Regions from separate parts of the Mus musculus genome. Here regions 2, 3, 4, 5, 6 and 7 are each linked to region 1. The links are chromatin contacts, called in public HiCAR-type and promoter capture Hi-C maps. All regions are on one chromosome and are shown on one strand. The core of a region is the stretch at or near the end of the contact, and the rest is flanking DNA. Distances in the headings are between cores, read along the strand shown. Region 1 holds the start of Taf12 (TATA-box binding protein associated factor 12). Region 2 holds the start of Txlna (taxilin alpha). Region 3 holds the start of Bsdc1 (BSD domain containing 1). Region 4 holds the start of Fam167b (family with sequence similarity 167, member B). Region 5 holds the start of Tmem39b (transmembrane protein 39b). Region 6 holds the start of Ldlrap1 (low density lipoprotein receptor adaptor protein 1). Region 7 holds the start of Khdrbs1 (KH domain containing, RNA binding, signal transduction associated 1).

Evidence for each region. Promoter capture Hi-C pulls out the DNA fragments that hold promoters and counts their contacts. HiCAR-type assays count read pairs that join an accessible place to other places.
Region 2: a contact with region 1 is called in a promoter capture Hi-C map of liver, with 4 times the contacts expected there. The contact joins the promoter of Txlna here to the promoter of Taf12 in region 1. A contact is called at or near these places in 3 of 39 promoter capture datasets (liver and pre-B cells) and 1 of 115 datasets of contacts at active chromatin or transcription factors (astrocytes).
Region 3: a promoter capture Hi-C map of pre-B cells shows a contact between it and region 1, with 4 times the contacts expected there. The contact joins the promoter of Bsdc1 here to the promoter of Taf12 in region 1. A contact is called at or near these places in 2 of 39 promoter capture datasets (liver and pre-B cells).
Region 4: a contact with region 1 is called in a promoter capture Hi-C map of liver, with 5 times the contacts expected there. The contact joins the promoter of Fam167b here to the promoter of Taf12 in region 1. A contact is called at or near these places in 3 of 39 promoter capture datasets (liver and neutrophils).
Region 5: a contact with region 1 is called in a promoter capture Hi-C map of pre-B cells, with 2.7 times the contacts expected there. The contact joins the promoter of Tmem39b here to the promoter of Taf12 in region 1. A contact is called at or near these places in 6 of 39 promoter capture datasets (the 3T3-L1 cell line, the C10 cell line, cranial neural crest and 2 more).
Region 6: a contact with region 1 is called in a promoter capture Hi-C map of pre-B cells, with 2.2 times the contacts expected there. The contact joins the promoter of Ldlrap1 here to the promoter of Taf12 in region 1. A contact is called at or near these places in 2 of 39 promoter capture datasets (liver and pre-B cells).
Region 7: a contact with region 1 is called in a HiCAR-type map of astrocytes, with 6 times the contacts expected there. The contact joins the promoter of Khdrbs1 here to the promoter of Taf12 in region 1. A contact is called at or near these places in 2 of 115 datasets of contacts at active chromatin or transcription factors (astrocytes and large pre-B cells).

The regions. Positions count from the first base shown.
Region 1 is chr4:132,272,799-132,276,656 of GRCm38.p6, forward strand. It overlaps Taf12 (TATA-box binding protein associated factor 12), which reads left to right and starts at 1,577. Exons shown (of 6, transcript NM_025579.3): 1 at 1,577-1,689.
Region 2 is chr4:129,639,028-129,642,692 of GRCm38.p6, forward strand. It overlaps Txlna (taxilin alpha), which reads right to left and starts at 2,038. Exons shown (of 11, transcript NM_001199695.1): 1 at 1,944-2,038; 2 at 1,229-1,400; 3 at 202-540. The coding sequence starts at 1,394.
Region 3 is chr4:129,460,088-129,463,974 of GRCm38.p6, forward strand. It overlaps Bsdc1 (BSD domain containing 1), which reads left to right and starts at 1,592. Exons shown (of 11, transcript NM_133889.2): 1 at 1,592-1,618; 2 at 1,855-1,915. The coding sequence starts at 1,608.
Region 4 is chr4:129,576,099-129,579,923 of GRCm38.p6, forward strand. Fam167b (family with sequence similarity 167, member B) reads right to left here and starts at 2,482. Exons shown (of 2, transcript NM_182783.2): 1 at 2,020-2,482; 2 at 717-1,197. The coding sequence starts at 2,277. The coding sequence ends at 967.
Region 5 is chr4:129,694,680-129,698,362 of GRCm38.p6, forward strand. It overlaps Tmem39b (transmembrane protein 39b), which reads right to left and starts at 2,166. Exons shown (of 9, transcript NM_199305.2): 1 at 2,036-2,166. The coding sequence starts at 2,039.
Region 6 is chr4:134,765,770-134,769,360 of GRCm38.p6, forward strand. Ldlrap1 (low density lipoprotein receptor adaptor protein 1) reads right to left here and starts at 2,235. Exons shown (of 9, transcript NM_145554.2): 1 at 2,047-2,235. The coding sequence starts at 2,131.
Region 7 is chr4:129,740,333-129,743,913 of GRCm38.p6, forward strand. It overlaps Khdrbs1 (KH domain containing, RNA binding, signal transduction associated 1), which reads right to left and starts at 1,971. Exons shown (of 9, transcript NM_011317.4): 1 at 1,447-1,971. The coding sequence starts at 1,828.

The sequences.
Region 1 (3,858 bases), core at 327-2,826:
CCAATGGTTTGAGCCAAGATACCCATCCACCCTACCCATCCACCCAATGCTTCCTTAAATACAAATTACCATCTCAATCCTCAGTTTTCATGCCTTTCCACTGAACACTGAATAAAATCCACCCCCCATTTCCACCTGTCCCTTCCTGTCCCCTAACCAAACTTCAGCCTTACTGCTCATCTAGTCTTTTTTTTTGTTTGCTTGTTTTTTTGAGACAGGGTTTCTCTGTGTAGCCCTGGCTGTCCTGGAACTCACTCTGTAGACCAGGCTGGCCTCAAACTCAGAAATCTTGCCCATGCCTCCCAAGTGCTGGGATTAAAGGCATGAGCTAGCACTGCCTAGCGCCTGTAAACTCTTAAGGACAATGATGACTGACTTCCCCAACAGGATATACCCAGCACACAGCAAAAAACAAAAACAAAAACAAAAAAACAGTTTAGTACATCCAAGGATGCAAGCACAAAAACTGATTGGCCAAACTCTGAGAACCATGATAGAAAAATAAAGCTGGGGCTTGAGAGGTGGCTTTCTCTCGAACCTGGCAGTCTTGCAGAGGGCCTGGGTCAATGCCAGCAGTCACATGGTGGCTCACAACTATCTGTAACTTCAATTGCAAGGCTTCAGATACCCTCTTCTGACCTCTTTGTGCACCAGGAATGCACATGGTGTACATATATAAATGCAGACAAAACACTTTTCCGCATAAAATAAATCCAAAAAGAAAAATAAGGTTATAAACAGTTTGCCACTTAATGGTTAAGCCCTTGCATCCAGGATTTTGGACCAAGAGGGTGGATGAGCCTAATGGGATGAAGATACAAAGATAGAATGGATTCTTTATGGGCAGGAACCGTTGATAGCTCTGAGATGTCAGACTTCTATACACTCGTTTGCGAGATCTCTATTTTACTAAGAATCCTTGCCGGGGACTGAAACTGCCTGTTGCTTACATGCCTAGCAAAAAAAAAAAAAAAAAAAGTACTCAAATCTCAGGGCTTAGTGGTTTAACAGTTACTGTACCAGCCCGGGCTTTGGAGTAAGAATTTTCAATTCAAGTTGAGAACCTACATCCCTTAGGAATTTCACGTTTCTTCCACTATTACATGACATACTCCAAGTGAGGGACTGAACCAGTCCCTCACAGACAGCTCTCGTCCAAGTGTATGTTGACTACAGATTAACTAATAGGCACAATCAGCTTCTCTAGTCTCCAAGTTCTCGTGCTGGTTGAGAGTCCCATAGTTGGTATCTATGCAGAACTGCGGTCCCATCCTTATAGCACCACAAAGGCACCAACCAAAAATGGCGACTTGGAAGCTCTCCGAGGCCGTCGGTTACCGGTCACGCTCGTGAAAGAGATGAGTCGTAAAGAAACATCTAGGACAGGGATTCACGCCGTGGTAGGGGACGCAGAGTAGACCCACGCCACCAGCAAGCCACACAGAGCAGAAAGCCCGACCTGCCAAGCCAGGCGCTGGGCTCACAGTCCTACCACGTGTTGTAGTACCATCTGCGCCTGCGCTAGTGAGGCGCGCGCCCGGCGGCCGGAAGAGCCGCGCGTTTCCGGGTTGGAGGCGGGGAGCGGTGCCGGAAGTGCTTGGGGAGGGCCGCGCAGTCGGACCGGCTGCTGAGACGAAAGCTTCACTGGGGCAGTCTCCGCATATCATGGGGAGATAGACGCTGCTGCCTGTGAGTCTTGGGCCCTGGCAGTTGAGGACGAAGAGCGGGAGGAGGGTGTCAGGACCCAGACCCACAGCGGGTCAGTGCTGGAAGAACTAGGCTGTGGAAGAGACGGGGCTGAGGAGCCCAGGCTCTTGGGACGGGACTTGAGGGGTTCGGGCTCGCAGAAGCAGCGGCTGTTGGGGACTCGAGCTCTGAATGAGAGACTTAGGAAACGGGGACGGATGTGGATTCTGCAGCATCTGAGGGAAAGCCTTCTGAGAGGGACAGGATGGTGAGGATCCCGCACTTTATAGGAGGCGAGGGTAGGAACGAAACGGGGCGTGAAGACACAGGCTCCAGAGAGGTAAAAGTGGAGCCCGAGAGGACTCGGGCTCCTAAGAGACAGAAGCGGGACAGTAAAGTCCCAGCTCCTAAGGATTCAGAAACCGGGCAGCAAAGACTTGAGGACTGGAGCTAGAGAAGGAGGCAGAGAAGACTTGAATTTGAAAGGGAATCGAAGCGGGCAGTGAGGACTGGGTCTTCTTTGGGGACAAGATCCGGGCTTTCAGACTCAAGAGTTTCTGGAGGGACAGAGATGTAAGGACCCGAGCTCCTAAAAGTGAAGGAACTAGGGGGTCCTTAACGGCTGGGAGATCAGCCTTCAAGGGAGAAAAGTTGAAAAGGTTTAGCGATCTGTTCTCTGTACCCGGAGGATTAGGATATATATATTCGGGGGAAGACTTCTTGGCGCTGCCTATTTGGCTTTTGGCATTTAGGCTTTTTCTTGTGTCCGTTACTTAACCTAGAAAAGCCACATGAAACGTCTTCGTTTTTCTTCATTATTGTGAATCAGATGTGAAGCTGAAAGCAGTTTGAACTCAGTTATATACTTGATAAGTACCTTAAGCCCTGTTCCATTCAGCCCCCGTTGAGCACAGATCTCTATATCACTAGCAAACTGTCATAGATGGAAGGGCAGCAAAAGAACACTTTGAATTCTTTTACATTTAAGAAAAAGAGGATGCAAAGAGGGATTAGGATCACTGTGAGCCAGATTCTTAGGTTATACAGTACTCTACCATGTACATCGAAGAAGAGATGCTTGCTTGAAATTATTTGAATAAATGCTTTTAGAATCTCTACCCTCAAACTCAGAAGGGATTTTTTTCTAACGGATTTTAATATTTTAGTACCTATTATGTATGGCATTGGCATAAATGTTACAAGGGAGGAAACAAACTTTTAAGTGAAAAGTCTTTTATTTATTTTATTTATTTATAAATTTTATTTTTCAATAAGATGTTGAGAAATTCACAAGTAAATGTGGCCTAGAACATTTTCTAGGGATTGCTTTTAGAAGAGTGACTTGGACCCTGTCATTTCCCTTCATAAAGACCCAGGACTGAAACCTACTCAGATGAATCGTGCACAACTTAAGCACTTTGGGCTTTTTGTTCTGTTTTCTTTTGGTTTGTTTGTTTGTTTGTTTGTTTGTTTTCAAGACAGGGTTTTCTGTGTAGCCCTGGCTGTCCTGGAACTCACTGTGTAGACCAGGCTGGCTTCAAAGTCAAGTCCACCTGCCTCTGCCTCGGAGCGTTCGGTTTAAAGGTGTGCACCTCCACCATGAACAACTTAAACACTTTTAAGTATTCCACCCCTTCCTTATCACAGCCCCACAGTTAAGTATGGTTAGTCCTGTTGTCTGTCCAGAGAGGTTAAGGGGTTTGTCATAAAGTACTGAGTAGCTTATCTGCAAATGTGCCTCCAAAGCTTTCTTGAGCTTTTCTAAGTGGATTTCCTGCCATGTGTAGTATGCATGTGAATGAAATATAAGTAATATTTATAAATCCTTCCACTGAATGAAAGCACACCCCTCCTCCCCAAACTACTTAGCTCCCCCTAGCCTGGAAATTGCTGTGTAGACCAGGCTGGCCTCAAACTCAGAGATGCACCTGCCTCTGACTTCAGAGCGCTGGTGATTCAAGGCTACATCACCAAAACCAGCTTCTTAACTCCTTTTCAAGTCAAGGACTGTAACTTTTAAGATACTTCCATAGTATTTGACATCTGAATTCCTGTGTTTTCACAGAAGCATAAATATTCCAGGTAGAATCTTTCCCATAATAGAGTAGGTTATTTTTATTTATTTATTTTTTAATTAGGGCGACATCAGATTAACTTTGCAGTTAATTGCTA
Region 2 (3,665 bases), core at 788-3,287, 2.6 Mb before region 1:
AAGGCCAGGAGGCTTTGCACAAGTGAGTGATCTAACAGCTCAATGCTAGGACCCCATCTTTGAGTAAACCCGGGCGGGGGGGAGGGGAGATAACACACATACTGTCTTGAAAAGCAGATTCTTTTGAGTTCTGACAGAGCAGGTTAGCCCATGAGATGACAGGTGTTAACTCCCTCCCCTCACCAATAGCTCCCCCCTCACCTAGACCCTTGGCTTTCTTCTTCTCCTGTGGCCTCCGATGGTCTCGGTCTCCAACTTCATCACTCGCTCGGATCTCCTCTGTTCCAGGCTCTCCCTTAGAGGTCTCCTTCTCGCCGTTGACGACTGGAATGCCTGGTTCAGGCTCCCCATTCCTGGCTGCATAGGTTCGGGACTTCTCCGTGTCTTCCGGCTCAGTGGGCTCACCCTGTGCTCCCTCCTCAGCCGGGCCTCCCTGATTGTTGTCCACACAGTATGTACTCAGGATGTCTTCCAACTGCCGGCTCAGCTCCTCAGAGACGTCACAGAGGGCCCCAGGCTGAGCTGCTTTAGCTCGAGCCCCTACAGCAGGAAAGATGAAGACACGGGATTAAAGTTCAGTGGTCATACCACTCGCTTGGATCTTCTTTAAGCCCAGATAAACACACTGGTGTGGGTTAAATGTTGTTTTATTTATTTATTCGGTTGAGTTAGGCTCTCTCTACAGGGCCCTGGCTGTCTTGGAACTTAGTATGCAGGCTGATCACAAACTCCGAGATCTGTCTGCCTCTGCCTCCTGAGTTCTGTGGACAATGGTGAGGGACACTAGGCCTGGCCTCAATTTAAGTTTTTTTAAACCCTAAGTTTGTTTAGTTATAAAACAAGTATTTCTAACACCCAAACATACTTGTTATAAAAGCCAACTGTGTAAAGCACCCCTGTGTGAGGAGCAGTTGGCATGTGGCAGACGCTGCACCTCATGAAGGACAATTACCCACCACTGGCAAGTGTTCTCTGGGAATATGACTTTGCTTACGGGGTGCTTCATTTGACTGTCTTCGTTTAAACCAGTCAGAGCATGCTCCCAAGGTTGCGCCCCACGGCTAAGAGTGGGAAGGTTCACCACCTCCCCAGGAAACAAAAGGATCACACAGAATGAGCATCGTTCATTCTATAGTTCCTTCTTCTTGGGTAAACACTGGCCTCAGAAGACAGACCAGTACCAGAAACTCCTCCCTCTGCCCACTGGAAAAGCAGAGCTGGCACACACCCTCGGTCTTCCCAGGAGCCTGGCTTGTGGAACCTTCGGCTTCCGCCCCAGGAGCTGTCTGTCTGGGTCGTCCATGGGCTCCCTCCGGTCCTGCTTCCCGTTGCCCCGGGCTGCCCTTCGAGTTGGAGTGTTTGGCAGGCCCATTCTTTTTGTCTTGGTTCTTCATTGTGATCTGCAAGGCCAGAAATGGGGCAGATCCTTTAAGGACCCAGTTGCTTTTTTTTTTCTAGACTTCAAAATTCTTCTTCACAACTAGATAAGAAATCCCCAAATCTGACGCTCGAAGCTTCAAACAGACCGGTCGGTCTTCGCCCGGGATTTCACGGTCCCATGGAAGGTTTCCGAGAAGCTGCCCCTGAGTGAGTGAGGGAAGGAAGAGGCCTCCTTTCTCCCGAATGCCACTTCTCGGCACCACACGGCTCCCTCTCGGCAGCCGGAGCGCGGGATTGGCTCAGAGCCGCAGACTGACGTGGCGGGATGCTCCAGTCCCGATCGGCTCCCCGCCCCACCAGGTCCCACGTGGGACCCCCGCGCGCGCGCGCGCACAGAAGCCACCCACACCCCACGCGCCCTCTAGACCTAGAGTACGCACGCGCAACACTGGGGCAGGCCGCCCTCCCCCCGACCCCCCGAATTAGTTGTTCCTCTACGGCCAACGCGTCCTGGGCCACAGACCCTCTGAAGAGCTCGTCCCACGTACAGCCCATAGACATACTTCACCACGGACGTCCGGCGGCGTCCTCCTCTCCGGCCGAGCACCGGAAACCTAGGTAACTGCTGCCAACAGGACCGCCCTCTCCTGCCGCAGCCAATCAACAGCAAACGCGGGCGCGGAGCTTGCTGGGAAAAAAGAAGTCAAGGCGGCTTTGGAGGCGGGAGTGGGAAAAACTACGAGCCCCTTCATGCCTCGCGGCGCCGCACAACTCCCGAGATGCAACCGAAAAGCATAGGAGCCAAATACCCTGAGGGTCCGAAATTATGTCATTGGTCGAGAGATTTTTGTCAGCCTCTTTTCTGGTACTGAAGCTATGATTGGCCTTAAACTTTGGCATTCTGGTCTTTTTTTTTTCTTTTTTTTTCATACACTCATTAGTCCTTTATAAACATGTATGACTTTCTATGATCTCTGAGAACTCGGAAGAGGGATAGAAAGGTAAACTAATTTGTTATGTGCCTGGCATTTTTTTCCCCTCTATTACAATAGAAGGTTTATAATAATTCAAACGTTTTTTCCTCGTATCCAGTAGCTTGATTCTCATAATTACTCGGATTAAGTACAAAATACTCAGTGATCTGTGAAATATACGATAGTACAGAAAAGCCTAGTTAAAATAAAACAAACTACTATTTGTTTGTTAGAGACAACATCTCGTTATATGTGGCTTTGGCAGGCCTGGAACTCCCTATGTAGATTAAATTGGCTTTGAACTCAAGAGTTTTGTCTGTCTTTGCCTCCCCATGGCTTGGACTAATGGCAAAGGCCACCAGGTAAAGGGTAAATAGTTTAAGGCTCCATCAATATTGTGTGGTTATAGCAGATTCAAAGCTGGAAGCCTGACACCAGCACCCATCCTTTAAAAATATTTCTTTGCCCCCTGAGTCAGGGTTTCTTTGTGTAGCCTAGTGTGTCCTAGAACGTAATCTTTGACTATGCTGGCTTCTAACTCAGAGCTGCCTACCAAAACCGGTTGGAACCATTCTCCGACACCACAGCTGTTCTCTGAGGCAATTTATGCCCCGCCTTCTAACCCCACCAGCTTGGCAATTACTCCCTCAGAAAGGGATTGAAGCCAGGGAGTTTGGCTTTAGGCAGGTTGGTAAACTCCCACCCTACCACCCCTGCCCCACTTTCTGCAAAGTATCAAGTGTTACTGCTTTAAAATGTTAGATTTTTCTCGTCTTTGTTCTTCATTATGATTTGCAGTGCCAGTGTAGGCTCAGAACATTAAAAAAAACCCCACAATTGTGATTTCAATTCTTTTGTTGTGTGGAGTTTGTTTTGTTTGATAAGGTCTTGCTTTATAGAGCTGGCTGGCGTGTAACTCTCTATGTAGATCAGGCTGTCCTAGAAACTCACGTGTTGAAATTACTGTTGGCTAAATGCTGCAGCCTCAAGAGGCTAGAGTCAGGCTGTGGGGTAGAGCATGTTGCAAATTGTGCTAATTGGACTTTGTTTTAGGGTTCTTAAATGATGTCTATTTTTCTGTAATAGGTCTGCCAAACAGACTCAGAGTAGAGTTCTGTCTGTTCACATGTAACTTTGAGAGACAATAAACTCAGTGACAGAGTACTTACCCGGAGTGATCAAAGCTGAAAAGAGAAAGCGTTGGCACTTGACCAGTTTACTGAGGGAACCGAATCTCAGAAAGGTTTGCGTTAAAGGTACCTGGAAACCACTGCCCTGATTGCTTCTCAGTAAACACTTGGAAATCTCTGA
Region 3 (3,887 bases), core at 342-2,841, 2.8 Mb before region 1:
TCTAGTTAAAAAAAAAAAAATACATGCCGGGCAGTGGTGGCGCATGCCTTTAACCCCAGCACTTGGGAGGTAGAGGCAGGCAGTAGTTCCAAGTGACCTTTAATGTGGGGAATGAAATTGCAAAGGTAGATTCTGTTGGGGATTAAAGAACTCAACTTGTTTCTTAGCCCATCTTGTTCAGTAGCACAAATCATTTATCACAGCATTTTTTAGCTTTAAACCTTGTGCATTCGTTGCAGGCAAAGCATGGACCTTAGAAGGGAGAAAGACCACTGGAAATTACTCATTCCATTTTTTCTCCCTTAACAGCCTTATGGTGGTCTACTTTATTTTTTTATTTATTTATTTATTTATTTATTTATTTTTATTACATATTTTCCTCAATTACATTTCCAACGCTATCCCAAAAGTCCCCCATACCCTCCCCCCCACTTCCTTACCCACTCATTCCCATTTTTTTTTTGGCCCTGGCATTCCCCTGTACTGGGGCATATACAGTTTGCGTGTCCAATGGGCCTCTCTTTCCAGTGATGGCAGACTAGGCCATCTTTTGATACATATGCAGCTAGAGTCAAGAGCTCCGGGGTACTGGTTAGTTCATAATGTTGTTCCACCTATAGGGTTGCAGATCCCTTTAGCTCCTTGGGTACTTTCTCTAGCTCCTCCATTGGGAGCCCTGTGATCCATCCAATAGTTGTTAGTTTTTTAGACAGGAGAAATACCAGCAACAATCTTTTTGAAAGTTAGATGGGAGGCCTTGGGGAACACTGGGAGAATTAGTATATAGCTTGTTCCTCAGGCAGGTAAGAGGCTATGGGATCAGGTAGCAGTGATGACCTTGATTACAGTGTAGCCTTCGAGGAGGGGAGTCAACCTCCTGCTGGAGGTGAAGGAGGGGTTTGTGTAGATTGAGGAAGTAGTAGGTAGGGCCACAGGATCTATGTAAATCCCCCTTCCACCACACAATAGACCTCAATTCCCCCCTATCAGTGGGATTTTTCCAGAACACTTTCAGCTAGCGTTTTCTTAAATCGGGCTTAAGAAATAATGTGAATATGTATCTGCCTCTCCAAATGATCCTGGGTGTCATCCCGAGGAGAGCTCTGGATTCTCCCCATAGCCTTACTCTGGCTCTGAGGTCCGCAATCGGAGCTTGCTGAATTAGCCTGCAGCAGAACACCAAGGAGCTGCTACGCGGCTGGCTTCACAAAGGGGGGCGGAACTTAACTCCAGGTTCTAAGAACACAACGTCCCAACCCGGCCTCTCCTTTCCTCGCCTCGCCTTCTAATTGGCGGTCTAACGAGCCTGCCGAAATTGGCCCGGAGAGGCCACTGTAGTCAGGGACTACCGGGAAAGCTAGCGGCTGGTTGGTGGGACCCGAGGACAATCTTACACACCATTGGATCGAGAGTTCAGAGGCGGGACAAATCGCATTTGGGACATGGATTGGACAAAGGCCAGACACATTGATGTAGGGGGGCGGGGACTGGGCGGAGAGTTGTCCTTGTGTTAAGATTGGGGCACGCTCATGGGGGCGGAGCCTGAGGGGGCGGTGCCGTGTCGGAAGTCAAAGGTCGGTAAATAGTGGTGATGTCATGCTGGCAAGATGGCGGAAGGGTGAGCTTGGCGTTCCGCTTTCTGGCGTTGGGGGCTTGGGCTTTTCGAGGGATGGGGTACTGGGCCAGGGGTCCCTGTTGGGGACAGGCTGCCGGTGCGGGTGCGGACTGAGCTGGAAGGGCAGAGCGGAGGCGTGGTGCGAGGGCATGGGGAAGCGGCCGGAAAAGCCTCATCTCCGGCCGGAGGCTGGGCTGGAGTCGCCCGGCAGGGCCGTCAGATGTGTCTGTCTTCCACAGGGAGGACGTGGGGTGGTGGCGGAGCTGGCTGCAGCAGAGCTACCAGGCAGTCAAAGAGAAGGTAAGCCGGGCCAGCACCCTTCCCTCGGCAGGGCACCGCGGCCGTCTCCTTGCAACCAACCCCAGCTAGCCCCTGCTTGGGTTTTTTTGAGCTTCTGTGAGGCCATTTACGAGAAAAGGGTAGAACACCACCACTAACAACATCTTACTCTTAAACAGCAATATTTATTAGAATATGTGACAGTCACTACTCACAGACAGGTTGGGAGGATATAGACCTTAGCCAGACAGATAGTCTTGGGCCTCACAAAGCTCAGTCTGGTGTGGAGGCAGTCAAGCAAAATAGTTGCTTAGTTACTGTTGTGAATACCGGGAAAGGGCAGTCCCTAATTGTCCAGACTAGGGAGTCATGAGCATGCCAAGGAAGGTGTAGCCAAGAATCCGGGTAGAGATGAGGATTGCCATATGCGCTGGTACCTGATGGTGCCTATGTGACTGGTTTACAAAGGGATGAGGGGGGGCCAGAGAGTGGAGACCTGGGGAAGTGGCTGTGATTGTGACTAATGCTTGTCCTTGTCCTAGGCAATGCCAGTTGGTGTTCCTGTTTTATCCCACATTCCTTTATTTACAGGCAGCCCAACTAAGTCGTGGGGTAACTAATTACTGTTTACCTCAAGCAAGTGAAGGGAGTCGTGCTTCAGGGCAGACTCCGAGAGGCTTCTGATCTCAAGTCAGCCCAGTACTTTAGGAACGGTTTTTGTTTGTTTGGTTTTTGGTTTTTTGGTTTTTGTTTTTATTTTCTCCTTGCTCCGGGTTCTCCTGGGAAGCCTCCGCTCAAGCTACAGCTCAGCACATCTGAGAATTCCCTGTGCTGGAAGTTTTATTGATGATGGAGAGGCAGGACTTTACGCTAAGGATTAATATGAGACCTCAAGCATGCAAAGAAAGTGTGCTATCCGGCAGGTGTCCTGTCCTGTGAGGACTCCCCGTGTGTTTCGAGGCTTTCAGGAAGAGACTTAATCTCTCCCTTTAGTTCCTTACATTTCTGGGAACTTGGACAAGTTATTTTGTTGTTATTGGTGGTGGTCGTGGTTTGTTTTATTTTGAGACAGGGTCTCATGGTGTATGTCGCCCTTGGCTGCCCTGGGACCATTATGTAGACCAGGCTGGCCTCAGCCTCACAGAGATCCGCCTCCTTCTGCTTCCTGAGTGTTGAGATTAAAGGCGTGTAGCTTATGACTTGGGCAAGTTTGTTTATCTGGTTTCTTCTTCTTCTTCTTCTTCTTCTTCTTCTTACCTTCCTCACTGTGAAATGGCAGTACCTCTCTAATGCGATGTCACGAGGATCACATGATAATATGCAGAACACTCAGACAATATGTGGTCTCTCTGGGTGCTACATAGGCATTCGCTCTTTATTAAGTGACTCAGTAAAACTCAGTCACCGTTTTTCGACTTTTCCCTTGCTCCTCTGCTGCCGTCTTTGCTGCTGGCCATCTCCGCTCCCTTTGGGTCGGTGTCTTCCTGCTCTCTTAGCAAACGTCCTCTCATTTTGAGAGGGGCGTGTAACCTGACTTCCTCTGCTTGCTTCCTTCCCACTCCTGCCTTGAGTCTACTGAGTCCCCATCCAGTGCATCCAAGTTCATGTACAGATCCAACGCGTCCAAGTTCATGTACAGACAGACACAGCACTAGAGAAAGCTCTGCTGCATTGTGTGCTCCCCCGACACGTGCCCTGGTCTCACTTCGTCTAGGCACGCCCCCAACAGACCTTTTCTCCCTCTTATTTTACTCTTCCCCTTGACGTCGGAAACTCTTCCCTCAAGTCTGTGTTCAGCAGCCTGGCATACTTTAAAAATACGACGTCAATAAGCTTGATTTCGGGTTACTCCCTCCCCACCCCTGAAGCCACCACCTGGACACTTATCTGTAATGACAGTCATTTCACACTTGCCAGCTCCACTGGGTACTTTTTAGCCCTTATCTTTCTGGAACTTTCTGCAGCAGTTGGCACTACCATGCTCCCCACCCCA
Region 4 (3,825 bases), core at 1,232-3,731, 2.7 Mb before region 1:
TATTTTTGGATTTTTGGAGACAGGGTCTCTTTCTAGGTGGTCCTTACTGACCTAGAACTCGCTCTGTAGAGCAGACTGGCGTCAAGATCATAGAGATCTGTCTCATAGTGGCCTGATTTTCCCACTATGTGTCTAATAGAGTTAAATAGGGGAAGCCGGGCAGAGTGGTGCACACCTTTAACCCCAGCACTCCGGAGGCAAGTGAATCTCTGTGAGTTCAAGGCCAGTATGGGCTTCAGGACAGTCGGAGCTACCTAGTGAGACCCTGCATCAGGGAAAAAGAGAAAAAGAAAAGAAAAAAAAGAAAAACAGAAAAAGAAAAAAATAAATAAATAGCAGAGATGACACAGAACTACCACTTTCTGCTTTCTCCAAGTCTTCAATTTACCTAGACCACCTGTCATGAGAATGGCAGAAGATTTTAAGTTTGGGGGCTGGAGAAAAAAAGCCCGTTGCTGCTCACAGAGGACCTGAGTTCCGTAGGCAGCATCCACAACAGGCAGCTTACAACAGCTTGTGCCTCCAGCTCAGCTAATCCTTTTCTGGCCTCTCTGGTCACACACACAATCAAAAAACACAATGAATCTTCATCTTCATTTAAATTTTTCTCACTTTTGAATTTGATAAAGTTAGAGAAATAGATCGGGAGCTGTTGGGGACACCTGGTGCCATCTTGTCTCCTGTTGTGGAATCCCTAAAGTCCCAGTGACACAGGATGAATATACAACAACATTTATTTAGGCTCTGTGACAGTCTACAGAAACCTTGATGGGATTCAATGCATTTTTTATTAAGACATTTGGGGCCCGAGTTTCCTCTCCTCCTCCCCTCCATCCTGTGCTCTCTAAATTCAGCTTTTGGAAACCTAAGTGTGCCCACCTTCCCCAGCAGGTAGCCAGAGCCTCCGGGGTCCCTCTTCCTTCCTTCTTTCTCCCCAGATACTGCAAGAGACACCCAAGTCTGCTGTCAGCAGAGGGTGAAGCGTCTGGCACTGATGTTCATGCGCGTGAGTCCCAGATGCCGCAGCGGTGGGGCCAGAGGCAAGCCAGTCCCAGACTCTAACTCCATCTCCAGCTCAGCCTCATCCAGAAGCTCCTGGTGCAGGTGACAGACTTGGTCCACTTTCAGTCTGTGCAGCCGGGCCCGCAGCCTGAGCAGCTGCCCTGCCAGCTGCCGGTCCTGAGCCCGCATCTCCTGCTGTGACCAAAAGGGGGCGTAAATTTGCTAGATTAGCCTCCGGGCTCACCAGCCCAGCCGCCGGTCCATTTCTGGGAATACTCTTTGCATAGTCCAGCTCGCAATCCCCTTCTCACCTAACTTCATCCGCCTCGGTCTCGCAGATCTTTTTCCGGATGGGTGATTCTCAAGCCAAGCCAAGGAACCGTTAGTATGCAAATATAGACGTCTGGTACGCCATCACAAATTAACTGTGATGACCCGTTGAGCTGAACTGGACATCCTTATGTTTGCACATGGTGGGCTGACAGCTAATATTCAACTCTGCCCTCCTCAGATTATAACTGACAGCAGGGTCGGTTTCTGCTTTTTACTTGACTGTCTCTTCTCTTTAGGGCAGTGGTTCTCAGCCTTCCTAATGCTGGGACCCGTTAATACAGCTCATTTCCTCATGCTGTGATGACTCCCAAGCATAAAATTATTTTCATTGCTACTTTGTAACCGTAATCTTGCCACTGCTACGACTTTTAAATAATTTTAAATATAAATATCTGATATACTGGATATCTGATATGCAACCTGTCTAAAAGTGCTTTTGGATGCCCAAAGGGGTCGAGACCCACAGATTGAGAACCTGTGCTCTACGGTCTACTTCTCCAGATTTGGCTCTGCAAATAAGATAGCGAGCAACTGAATTCCTGGTTCCGTTGTCCTAGGGCACAGCACTGAGGAACTACTGTGGACATTGGTTTGTTCTCATCTCCTTCCAACCTCACAGATTTGGGCCTTTAGAGGGACTGGCTCAAAGACCCCATGCAAGTCCATCTAACCCACCAGACTCACCAGCTCCCGTCTGAGCCACTCAAGCGCAGAATCCATGGAGTCAAAGCCACAGATGGCCCCGGGTCCGACTGGCTCAGGTCTAGCTTGGGCTCTGTACCAAGCCCGGCTCTGGACTCTGGCAGTCCACTCGAGGTATGAGGGCCGTCGGGTCTGCAGTTGAAGCTTGGCAGTCAGGGCCTTCAGAGAATCTAAGCTCTCTTCCTCATCCTCCTCACCCTTCTCTCCCACTGCCTGGAATTTCAGCGGCCCTAGGGACATGGTAGGTCTGTGGTGACCAACGGGACAGTAAGGGAAAGGCTGGCTATTTGGCCGTGTGAGAAGTGAAAGAAGATGAGGTTGAAAAGAATGTGCCAAGAGTGTGTGCTGAATTGAGAAGGTGGGTGAGGGACGCTAAGTGTGCCAGGCTGAGTGAGCAGATGGGTATGTGAGGCTAAGTGTGCAAGAGATGGAATTTTCCTGGTTTGCTAACTAGGGGCCACGTGATGCCCATCCGGGTGGGGGCAGGAGGAGCCCTTCAGATGAATTTTATTGTCTTTGCCCAGATTCAGGTTCCTGGTTCCCAGAAAGGAAGTTGCAGCAGGATAAGAAAAGCATCGTCCACAGCCGGCTTGGCCCTCCTCCCAAGACCCAAGTCAGAGGAGTCAAGGGGAAGAGACAGCTGACTGGCTGGTGCTCTTTCCTCTTTACAGAGCTAGCCCTTCTGCAAGGCAATAGGGTCCAGCTGCCTAGCCTGGGAGTCAGGAGCCCTGGGCCCTGGTGCTACTTTGAGGGGACTTTAGGTAGCTCAGTCACTTCTTGAGCCTCTGTTGTGACAGGTCGGTGACACCAAGTCTTACTCCAACGGCCCTTAGGTTCTGTTGGCAATCACTGAAAAAGCTCTGACTGAAGGAGTTCATCTCATCTCTAATGATGGCCGGCCTAGAACAATGTGCAGGCTTACTATGTAGACCTATGTAGACCAGGATAAGCTTCAACAGAAATTTGCCTCTGCCTCTTTCTCTTCCTCTCTCCTCTTTTCTTTTCTGTTTTCTTTTTTTGAGAGAAGGTTTCTCTTTGTAGCTTTGGCTGGCTTGGAACTTGCTCTGTGGGCCAAGCTGGCTTCAAACTCACAGAGATCCGCCTGCCTCTGCTTCCTGAGTGCTGAGATTAAAGGTGTGTGCCACCACCACCCAGATGTTTCTCAGGTGTCTCTAAACCTCTGTATTGCTCTCAGCAACAAGAGCAGGGCTGGGATTCCGCTCAGTAGTAAAACCTTTCCTAGTGTGCTCAAGGGTTAGGGTTTGCACCAGCAATTAGGGAGAGAGTGGAGGGGTAGGGAAAGAGAGAGAGAGAGAGAGAGAGAGGGAGAGAGAGAGAGAGGAAGAAGGAGAAGAGCGGGGGGGGGGGATAGGGGACTTTCAGGATAGCATTTGAAATGTAAATGAAGAAAATATCTAATAAAAAATTGAAAGCCAGGCGTGGTGGCACACGCCTTTAGTCCCAGCACTAAAGGAGGCTGAGGCAGGTGGATTTCTGAGTTCAAGGCCAGCCTGGTCTACAAAGTGAGTTCCAGGACAGCCAGGGCTATGCAGAGAAATCCTGTCTTAAAAAAAAAAAAAGAAAAGAAAGAAGGAGAAGAGGAGGAAGAGGAGAAGGGGGAGGAGGGAGAGGAGGGAGAGGGGGAGGGGGAGGGGGAGGAGGAGAGAAGGAGAAGAGAAATAGAGCCAGCAGAGGAGCAGTGGCAGCCCAAGTGGAGTTTGCATTCTCTCCAGTGCTCCTTGACTCACAGGGGAGACAAAAAGCAACCAACCCAAAACCTAACGGGAC
Region 5 (3,683 bases), core at 916-3,415, 2.6 Mb before region 1:
GTTCAAATCCCAGCAACCACATGGTGGCTCACAACCATCTGTAACGAGATCTGATGCCCTCTTCTGGTGTGTCTGAAGACAGCTACAGTGTACTTACATGTAATAAATAAATAAATCTTTAAAAAAAAAAAAAAAAAGAGAACACTGTCCCTGTCTTCAGACATACCACAAAAGAACATGAGATCCCACTACAGATGGTCATGAGCCACCATGTGGTTGCTGGGAACTGAACTCAGGACCTCTGGAAGAGCAGTCAGTGCTCTTAACCACTGAGCCATCTCTCCAGCCTCCCAACCCTTCTTTTTCATTTTTTGGTTTTTTTGAGACAGGGTTTCTCTGTGTAGCCCTGGCTCTCCTGGAACTCACTCTGTAGTCTTGGCTGGCCTTGAACTCAGAGATCTGCTTGCCTCTGGATGCCAAGTGCTGAGGCTAAAGATGTGAGCCACCACTGCCCAGTCAATGTCTTTTCCTTTGTGCTCTTTGCTTACCAAGGTTCTTTCTGAATTCAGAGCTCACTATTTCACTAACTGATTGGCCTCAGGGTTCCAGCTTTGCCTCCCCGGTACTGGGACTGATTACAGGTGGGTTATTGCACCTGCCAGGCTTCTACCTTTTTTTCCCACAATTCACTCTCTGAGATTATCTTTTGTTTTGTTTTGTTTTGTTTTGTTTTGTTTTAAGATAGGGATTCTCTGTGTAACCCTGGCTGTCCTGGAACTCACTCTGTAGACCAGGCTGGCCTCGAACTCAGAAATCTGCCTGCCTCTGCCTCCTGAGTGCTGGGATTAAAGAAGTGCGCCACCACGCCAGGCGTGAATTCACATTTTAAGCGACTAAGTAGCACAGAATAGCCTCAAACTCACAACCCACCTGCCTCAGTCTCCCAAATGCTAGGATGACAGGATGACAGGCATGTGCTACCAGACTGTTATTTTTACTGCCAGTTCCCTTAATCCGGTTCACTGGACCAGTTTGGTAAGATTTTCAGAGCCTGAGTCCTGAGCTGCTCAGCGCTGGTATTTGCTGGATTTTATCTGGATCTGAGTCTCCAGACGCTACAATCTGGTCAGGTTTGAGACAAGTTTTCCCTCCAGGGCCCTGAGATCTAACTCAATGACCCACGGCCTGGCCTTAACGTCAGAATGGCCTTAGAAAGAGCGCTGTGGTTGGGAATCTCAAACTTAAGATTTTACAAAACTATATTCCCTAAGCTTAGTAGTCTAGCCTAAGATCCTAGGCAGCATCCTGCACTTAGCTCCCAAACCCTTAATCGAAGTTATAACTTCCTCAACTTCCTCACAGCAACACAGTAGCCTCCATTCATACACACGGTGCCCAAGCTTTCCTATCTCTGAAGGTTTTCTGACAGCTCTTCACAATATGCATGTCCAGAAAGCTGACTTCAAGCCCCAAACCGGAAGCTTTGTTCACACGCTGTTATATTTGGTTTGGTTTAGAACCCCCCCCCCCAACACACACCCTCAGCCCAGGAACTCTGCCCACACCCACTATCTTTTAGAAGCTCGGCACCCACATAAAGCCCCTAGCCCAGAAACCCCGCCCACACACAACTGTCAACCCCAAGACCCCGCCCACAAGCCGGGCAATGCTCTCTAGGACTGGAAGCTTGAATCGGAATGGACTCCCTTGGTGGGCTAGGTGTCCCTGCGGCCCCACCGCTCTCAGTGTAAACCCCTATAGTCCAGAAAATTCTCTCCCCCACCGGCAATCACAAAAGGCGAACCCTAAGCTCTCAGCCCCTCCCACCAGAGTGCCCGGCCCCCATCTGCAGACAGGAGAATTGTGTGCCCCAAAGAAAGCCTGAGCCCCTCCGAGCCCCTCTCCCTTTTGGAAGCTCCGCCTACCAAGCGGTGACCCGCCCCCTCAGGACCGGAGGGGCGGGGTCCCGCCTGCGCCGCGTCCCTTCCCCTCCCCCTCCCCCTGCCCGCGACTCCGGTCCGCGTGGGGAGGCAGTTCGCAGCCAGGCTCCCCGCTATCCCGCGACCCCCGAACGAGCCCAGCCAGCTCTGCTCACCCATCTCCTTCCCCCGGCGCTCTCCGCTCACCGCCGCAGCTCCTGCGGGCAATATGTCGGAGGCGACGGCGGCCGAGAGAGGACTAACCGCCGCAGCCCGGGCCGGGTATCAGCCGCACGCTCCCTCCGGCTGCTCAATTTGCATGCTAGGCGGGCTGGGAGTCGGGAGCGCGCTTCTTAAAGGGGCCGTTTGGACAAAAGCTGTGCTAACGCTCTTTGTCTTGCCTTTCCCCACGCCTTTCCCGCAGCTGCTGCTCAAGAGATTCTGGAGCGGGCGAACCCACCTCCCGTGTTTCTTCACCCTGTTCTGACTTAGAGGAGGACACCAGAGCGGCCTTTTGCCTCTAGTGAAGTCCTGTTTTTGTACAACACAGTCACCTCATACTCAGCGAGTCCCAAACTGGGCTTTCAGAACTCTTAGGCTTTAGTGTGCTTTGGCCCACCCCAGTCAAAATCTACGAGTCACTTCCCCTTTCCTCCAAAACTCTATATCCAATTTTTGGCCTCATCTTGATGACCCTAAACTCTATCCATTTCTCATGTTTGATTCTCATGTTCTCCACTGTTGATTTCACTGCCACCACCTTAGCTAAGAACCTGTGCCTGCCATTTTCAAATTTCGAAATAGTGTTAATGGGTATTAATAATAACCGCCTATTAGGGTTCTTAACATTTTAGAATTTGGTGTGCCGGAGAGAGGGAGGGATGCGCAGAGCAGTGGACTTGGGAAGACAACTGGTAGTAGTACTGGTTCTTCTACCATGTAGCCTAACACGTAGGCTATCGGGCTTGGCTACAAGAACCTTTACTTGCTGAGATATCTCGCCAGCCCTTTGATTTTGGTTTTTAAGACAGAGCCTCTGGTAGCCTGGGCTGTCCTTGAATTTGCTATGGATTAGAGGATGTCCTTGAATTTCTGATCCTGCTTCATAGTGTCGGAATTATTACTCTCACTATGACAGATTTATTCAGGGATGGAAATCAAACCTAATGCAAGCACAAATTATCTTGTAGGCATGGAAGATTAAATGAGACAATCCATGTAGTACCTGTTTTAATCAGTGTTAGCCATCATGTTTGGCAAACACTTAACAGAGGAAGCAAGTAGCTACTGTTATTGTTAGTGTAATTTCTTCCCTTGCAAGACTAATAAGCAGTCTATGGGGGTGAGGGTAGGAGATTAAAATTAGGGCCTCATACAGGCTAGGCAAGTGTTCTATCATTCAGTTATATTCTCAGCCTCATAAGCAATCTTTATATTATTGTTAAGTTTTTTTTTAATTTTATGTGAGTACACTGTAGCTGTAAAGATGGTTGTGAGCCTTCAAGTGGTTGTTGGGAATTGAATTTTTAGGACCTGTGCTCGCACCAGTCAACCCCCCTCACTGGGGCCCAAAGATTTATTATTATATATAAGTACACTGTAGCTGACTTCAGACACACCAGGAGAGGGCGTCAGATCTCATTACAGGTGGTTGTGAGCCACATGTGGTTGCTAGGATTTGAACTCAAGACCTTCAGAAGAGCAGTAAGTGCTCTTACCCACTGAGCCATCAAGCCAGCCCTGCTGTTGTTTTGTTTGACAAGTTTTCACTGTGTAGCCCTGGCTGTCCTGAAACTCACTTTGTAAACTAGGCTGGCCTCGAAA
Region 6 (3,591 bases), core at 985-3,484, 2.5 Mb after region 1:
GGGCTGGGGAAGCTCTGCCTCAGGCCATGCTCTAGGCCTAGAGTTAGGACTTCATTTCCCGGTCCTATCTCTAAAATGGGTCTGAAGATAAGAATCCCAAGCTTTGTCACCTCCCAGGAGCCAATGAGCTCACAGAAGTCAAATACCAGAGACAGAAGCAGGGGCATGCATTCACTGAGACCACCTCTAGGCAAGTAAGACAAGCACAGACACTCCCACAAAAGTTCCAGACCAAGCAATACTCTTCCCGGCAAAGGAATATTGCGAACTTGACACTTAACCAAAGATAGGCCAGGTTTCTGAGGAGCTCATTGTGAGCACAGAGCTTTGGGAGGAGCAGGGAGAGAGGAGAGCGCTGCATCCCTCCAGGGTACAGACAGGCTGAGGCCCCCATCTCAGAACTGGCCAACCTGATAAGAATCAGGTTGAATCCAGAGGACATGGACATAACTATATGGCGGTGCACACCTTTAATCCCAGCACTGGGGGATCAGAGGCTCAAAGCACACCTGGTCTACACAGCAAGTCCTAGGCCAGCCTAGACAACAAGAGACCTCATCACCAACCTGTAAAATAGACTAGCAACATCTTAACTGACACCTATCCCTGACCAGCCTCATTTAAACTCACTATCTGACACCTCATGACTGTGAACTTCTGATTTGTAGGCTTCCAACTCCCTAGTTCTGGGAGTACAGACACGAACCGCTACACCTGATTTGTTTAGTGCCGATACTGGAACCAAGAACTTAAAGTACCACGGGCTTCCTGCAAGCTAAGGCAAGCATCCTACCAAACACAACACACACATCCCCAGCCCCGCAGGAATTTTATCCCTATTTTCCAGGATAGGAAACAGAATCACTAAGAACAAGTGATCGGCCTTAAGGCTGGAGCTGGAAGGGAAACTTCTCACCATCCAAAATGTACCCTGATGCCCTAGATTCATCCCCTGCTTCCTGGCTCCCTCCCCTTCAGACCTCTTCCCCACCCACCCTTCTCTCTCTTGTCCCAGTAGAAAAACCACAGGGTTCGTCCACTGGAAGAGAAGGTCACACTCAGAAGCCCTGGTCACATCCCACGAATTTTTGAAGGGCTATTTTGGTAGTTAAGTGTGGAAGTCAGTACATGCCCTGCCCAAGGGGCCTCTGACCCCACCCCCGCCAGTAGGCACCAGCACGCGTTCCCGATGCCAGTCAGGGCTAGGAGGAGCCCACAACTGGAACACCACAGTGGGAATGAGGAGGGGCAGGGCGGGCTCCCGAGGCCCAGACACGCTGGCGCTCCAGGGACTAGGAAACTCGGGCTCCCCTGGTGGAGCCCGGCAAGGGAAGGTGCTGACGAGAAGCTGGGGGCGGGGAGGGGGTACTGTTAGTGGGAGAGGTGGGGGGCCCCAGGTAGGTGGCAGGTGAGGGTGTGCCGCGAGCCCGGGTACTTTGGCTTCACATCAGAAAGGGAAGGCCTGGGTGATCATCCCACGCGAATGAAAAGGGAGGAGGGACCTAAGCTAGGTTTCTCAGGCCTCGGGGGAGGGTGCCAGGTGACGGCTCTCCGAAAGTAACCCGAGAGGTGGCTGGGGGAGGCTCCTCTCCACCCTTCCAGACTCCCGGGAGAAATGGCAGCGAGTCTGAGTCTGCCTTTTGCCTAGGTGCCCAGGGACTCGGACCAGCCCCCAAGGAAAAGTACGGAGGAAAACAGGGTTTGTAAATAGCCTGGGCTCCAGCCTCGCCACCTGGACGCGTCCAGAGGGGAGGAAGCGGGACCCTGAATGGCACCCGGGCTGGGATCGCCCCTCGAGGCAGGGACCTGCGAAACTCCAGCGTCCAGAGGGGACCCTGTAGGTTGTGCTGGAGTGGGTAGAGAGGCTCTAGACGTCCCCTTCGCGCCACACCTGGGGACCCCGAGTTAAGCCTGATCCCTGTCGACCTGCCCCAGACGTGCAGCCGGACATGACCCCCGGCCCCGCCGCGCGGGGCGGGACGAAGCCACCCAGTCCACCTTGGCCCGGAGCTCGGCGGAGGCCCGACCCGGGGCGCATACACTCACTGCGGTGCCGGCCGCCCGCCCAGCTCTGCTTGGCCAGACTGGGGCTCCGGATTAGCGCGCGCCCCGCCGACTTGAGCGCGTCCATGGCCCGCTCCGGTTGTCGCCGCCGCCACTGACGCCGCTACCGCCGCCAAAACTCCTCCAGGAAAACTTTCCGCCGGGCCAGGCGGCGCGCGCCCGCTGCGCTCCTCCCCCGCCCTCCCCGCGACGTCTAGGGGCGGGGCCGGAGGGGCTACGCCCACCGCCACGCCCCTAGAGCGCAACCCCGCCCTTCCCGGACCTGGACCGGCTCCGAGGCTGCACGCGCGGTGTTCCTAAACTCAGAACCCACCAAGGCTCCCAGCCCAGCGCCTTTCCCCGTTCTCTAGCTACGGGATCCCATGGCCTTCTAGATAGCTCAGCTAAAAGGCACCTGGATACCGTTTCACCGATGGGAAGAGTGAAAGGTAGAACGATAAGGGTCTTGTTCAAAAATAAGAGAAAGAAAAAAACGATAGATGGGAAGGAGAGGGTCGAGTGGATAAAGGCACTTGCCGCCAAGCTTGACAATGATCCCGGAGACAACACGGTAGAAGAAGAGAATCAACTCCTGCAAATTGTCCTCTGACCTCCTGGCGCTAACAGTGGCACCTCCCCCATTGCTTACATACACAAAATAAATGTAAATAATTAAATAAATATGAGTGAGGGGCGCACCAAAGCAATGGGAGTCTTTGAACGAGGGAATGAAGGCCGCGAATTTTGCTGGGAAGGATCGGGAGTGTATTGGTAGATGCCCTTAGCAGCTTTCTTAGCTGTCCTCTGCCCCCACAGTCTCAGGGACATTGCAACCTTAGACGCAGACTCAGGCATGCTGTGTGACCCAGGCTGTCCTTCCCTGCTCTGAGTCATGATATCTGTCAAATGAAGCGTGATCCTATCTGTAGTGCACCCACCGGCCTGTCTGGGCAGGCCCTCGGTGTGTAGCCTTGCTCTAGCCTGTTTCCAAGGCAGCACCTGCTCCAGCCCCAGGAAGCTGGTAATTTAACTCTAGAGCCAGGAGCGATGGCTCAGACCGGTAATCATAGCGCTCATGGAGCTGAAGCAGGAGGATTCCTGCAAGTTCCAAGGCATCCTGGGGTATAGAGTGAAACTTTGTCTCAGAAAACCCAAATAACAAAGAATTCTAACTATTAAAAAAAAACCAAGAAAACAAAACAAAAAACCAAAAAACCCGCTAACCCTTGGTTCAGACTGTGCCCAAAGGAGTCTGGCGTTCACTACCTGGCTTCCAGAAGCTGGGCTTCAGCAGCGCAGCTGTGACCTCTGGCTAGTTTCAGAAGCCAGCAGATCTCTTCTGGCTGGGAGACACACATGCTGTGTGCTCTAGCTGCCCAAGGAGGCCTGGCTCACATTCCACTCTTTCTAAACCTCCTGTCTGTTCCAAGTGCTCCGCCTGAGTGGACAGTACAGCCAGCCATAGCCTCCTTTACAGCAGGAGACACGACATACCTGTGGTTCCCCAAGAGTCAGAGAGTGATGCCTCAGTGGGAATCCTAGTGGGGG
Region 7 (3,581 bases), core at 721-3,220, 2.5 Mb before region 1:
GGGGAGAATTCTGAAGCTCTCAGGCAGTCTTTGATGAAATAACCTTTATTCCTTGTGGCTAGGGTCTAATATACATTTTGGGGTGGGGTGGGATCTAAAAGCAGATGCTTTCTATTGGCTTGGTCGGAGAAGTTAGGGATGCTACATCTGCATGTGGAGGGAGGGCCTTCAGGTGTTGGGGGGGGGGTTTAACACCCCGTGTGACTGACTCATGGGGTGTCTTGGTCAAGTGTTCCAGGTTCAGAGTAGGGTTTCTGAATCCGCTCAACCTTCCCAGTTTTTGTCTGGTGACAAGGTTCCATCAGCCCCTCAACAGTCCAACTATTCAACCAGTAGGACAGACTGTGGGTATTAGATGCTTAATAAAAATTAGATATCAGCCGGGCAGTGGTGGCGCACGCCTTTAATCCCAGCACTCGGGAGGCAGAGGCAGGCGAATTTCTGAGTTCGAGGCCAGCCTGGTCTACAAAGTGAGTTCCAAGACAGCCAGGGCTATACAGAAACCCTGTATCGAAAAACCAAAATCAAAAAAAAAAAAAAATTCGATATCATAAAAAATACTAAAACCATGTCTAACAACAGGCGGCGGTTTGAATAAGGAAAAATATCTAAGTCGCTCAAGTCCGGAGAAGAGAGCTCCATAGTCTACAATCAGAGAACAAAGACTACCATTCTTAAACTATCTCTACTCCAGCAAAAACTAAAACAAAAAGACCAATTTCTCGTTCATCTCACGCAAAAGAACCTGCCTGCCGCCCCTTACCTCCCTCTATCATTTCTTTCTACGGTCTCCTGGGCTATCACAACCCCCCCCCCACACACACACACACTTTTGCATAACTTCAGAAACACATTTCAAAATAAAACAGAGAAACCATCCGGGTCTGCAGCAATTCTTACTCGACAGGCCGAAATGGAAAGCTTGGCTTGAGAAAACCTCAAGCTCACGGATTCTCTCGTCGCCCCGACCTCTAATGAACTTAAACCCGAGTTCCCGCTAAATCCCGCCCCGCTCCGTAGATGCGCTGTGCGGGACCGGCATTCCGGCTATCTCTACCTTACACCCCAGGTCTCCATCACCCGCGATTCCCCCCCCCAAATGTTTCCTCTTTGGGAAAGCGGGGAGAAATAGGTTCATTTCTGTTAAGAGCCGGCCCTTGGCGCGCGGGGCAACTACTACGGGAGGAGAAGGGGGCGGGAGCACGGTACTATCCATCAAGCTCTCCGCGCTCTGAGATCGCGAGTCCTCTTCGGGCCTCGTCCGTGGCTCAGAAATCTTCCCTTACACCCTGAGCCCGGGTGGGACTGTGGGTGCAGAATCTCGAAGGCCAGGTCGAGATGACAACTCTCGATGCCCGGGCTCCGAGGGGGTGGGAGCAAGAACAAAGCGGCGGCCACCCACAGTCAGGACCGGGAGACCCAGAGGACCCGCCAAGAACCGCTTACCTACGGACAGCAGCTGCATGGCGTGAGTGAAGGACGGGTCGAGCGAGTCCTTCTCGGCCATGAGTTCAGGCAGGTACTTATTCTCCGGCTCCATCTTGACCGCGGCTGTGGCTGACGGGGGCAGCAGCGGGGTCGGCGCGGAACCCACCACCGTCGCGTCGGGACCAGGGGTGGAGGGAGGCAGCAGCGGCGGCGGCTGGGTGGCGGGCGAGGCCCGAGCGCCTCCTCTGGGCCCACCTCCCCCTCCCCGGGGCCGGTGAGGAAGCGGCGACGGCCGAGACGGGGTCAGACGCACCGAGGGGTGGGCACCTGACGGGTCCTTGGAGCAGCTGCGGCCCGAGGACCGGGTGAGGCGCGAGGCAGGATCGTCCCGGCGCTGCATCGGGGATGATGGGTGGCGAGCGAACGAGCGAGGAAGCGACGCGGCGGCAGCTGAGGCCCGAGCGGCGGTTGGCGGGGGTGGAAGAACAGGAGCGACAGCGACCGAAGCCGACCCGAGCGACCCAGCGAGAGAGCACCGGAAATGAGGCGGCGCGCGTGCGCAGGCGCCTACCGGCACCGCCCTTGAGTTTCTCCGCGGAGAACAAAGTCCCCAGTTGGACCACGGCGCCTGCGCCGACTGAAGACGTCGCCTCCCCGCTTGGGCTCCGAGCTTAGGGCGCCTGCGCGGGCGCCCGCCGCCTTCCTTCATTTCTTTTTCTTTTCCACGTGACCCGGCGCTAGCGGTACACGTGTCTCCCCTCCCCCTCCCCCGGGCGGAGTGCGCGGAGGGGGCGGGCGCCGTGGAATGTCTTTGTCTGCGCTCGGGCCCGCGGAGTGTGCGGCAGGAGACCTGTTATTCGTGCGCCACGCCTCCTTCAACGGCCGAGCCTGGGGAGGTCCCCGAGGGAGCGGTGCCCCGGAGTGGAATCGGGGGCCGCCCCTCCAACCGGGAAATGAAAAGAACGCTTCTGGAGAGAGGGGGACGCGAGGGTTAGAGCCAAGTGAAGCCGGAAGAGAGGGAAAGACTGCGCGAGCGAACGGGATGGGAAGATGGGGATGCGGGCGGGCGTGGTGGGAGGGAGGAGGCTGACCCAGAGATAAGTGATGAGTGTGCGAAAGGGAAGCCAGGAATGGGGAATGCTGTGTGTTGCAGAACTGAAACTCAGAAGGAGTCGAAGGGGTCAGTCAGAGACGCAAAGACCGGAAGAAAAGGGCTCCCTCCATACCCAAGTAGGGCATCCAGGAAGTCAGTCGGCAAGATTTCCATTAGAGCAGGTTCAAAACTAGTGAGAGAATTATTAAAAGATGCATTTGGGGTCGGGTCAACTGGTAATGCTGCTTATCACCTGTTTTTGGAGTCCCCGGCTTGTTGGCTTGTTCCCCACCCACTCATCCCCGGTAAATTCCAAATTTTCTCTCTCTCTCTCCTTCCAACCCCGCCTACTCAGAAAGCCTCAGAACACAAAAAGGCGCCAAAAAATCCAGTCCTGAATTCCTGACTGTACTAATCCTCATCTTTAGTCACCAGCCACCCAAGCCCCACCCTAGATGACCATACCTGGGCACAAGCCCAGCTTGTGGTAGACTTGTCATTTTCTTCGCCTACAATCTATCAAAAAAGTACCAGCCATACTCTGCCCCCGACCTCTGAGGCTGGTGGACTCACCCGGGAACCCATTTCCAAATAGATATGCCTTTTTAAAAAAAATTATTCTTGAATTAGCTTATTTCGTTGGGGGTGGAGGGGACTATTATCAACCTGAGTTCTAGCCCCAGGCCCAAAATAGGAGAGAACCAGCTCTCCCAAGTTTTCTGACCTCTACTTGCACATAGAGGCCTTCATGTCCAGCCATACTAAGGGGATGAGGTGGTTATGCATCCTAGCGCTGAGGAGGAAAAGCCACAGAATTACCTCATGTTTGAGACAAGTCTGGCCTACATACACAGCACAGCTACAGGCCACCTAGGACAGGCCACCCTGTCCCCCAAAAACAAACTAAGAAGCATCTTATATTAGGTCTCTGACAAACTGCAGTCCTAGCACCTGTTAGACTGAATTGTTTTGTTGCCACCTTCTGTTTATTCTGTAAAACGGTGACTCCAGGGCCAGTCCTTAGCCCATGTTGGCTGCCTAGTTCTCAGAGCTCCTAGTA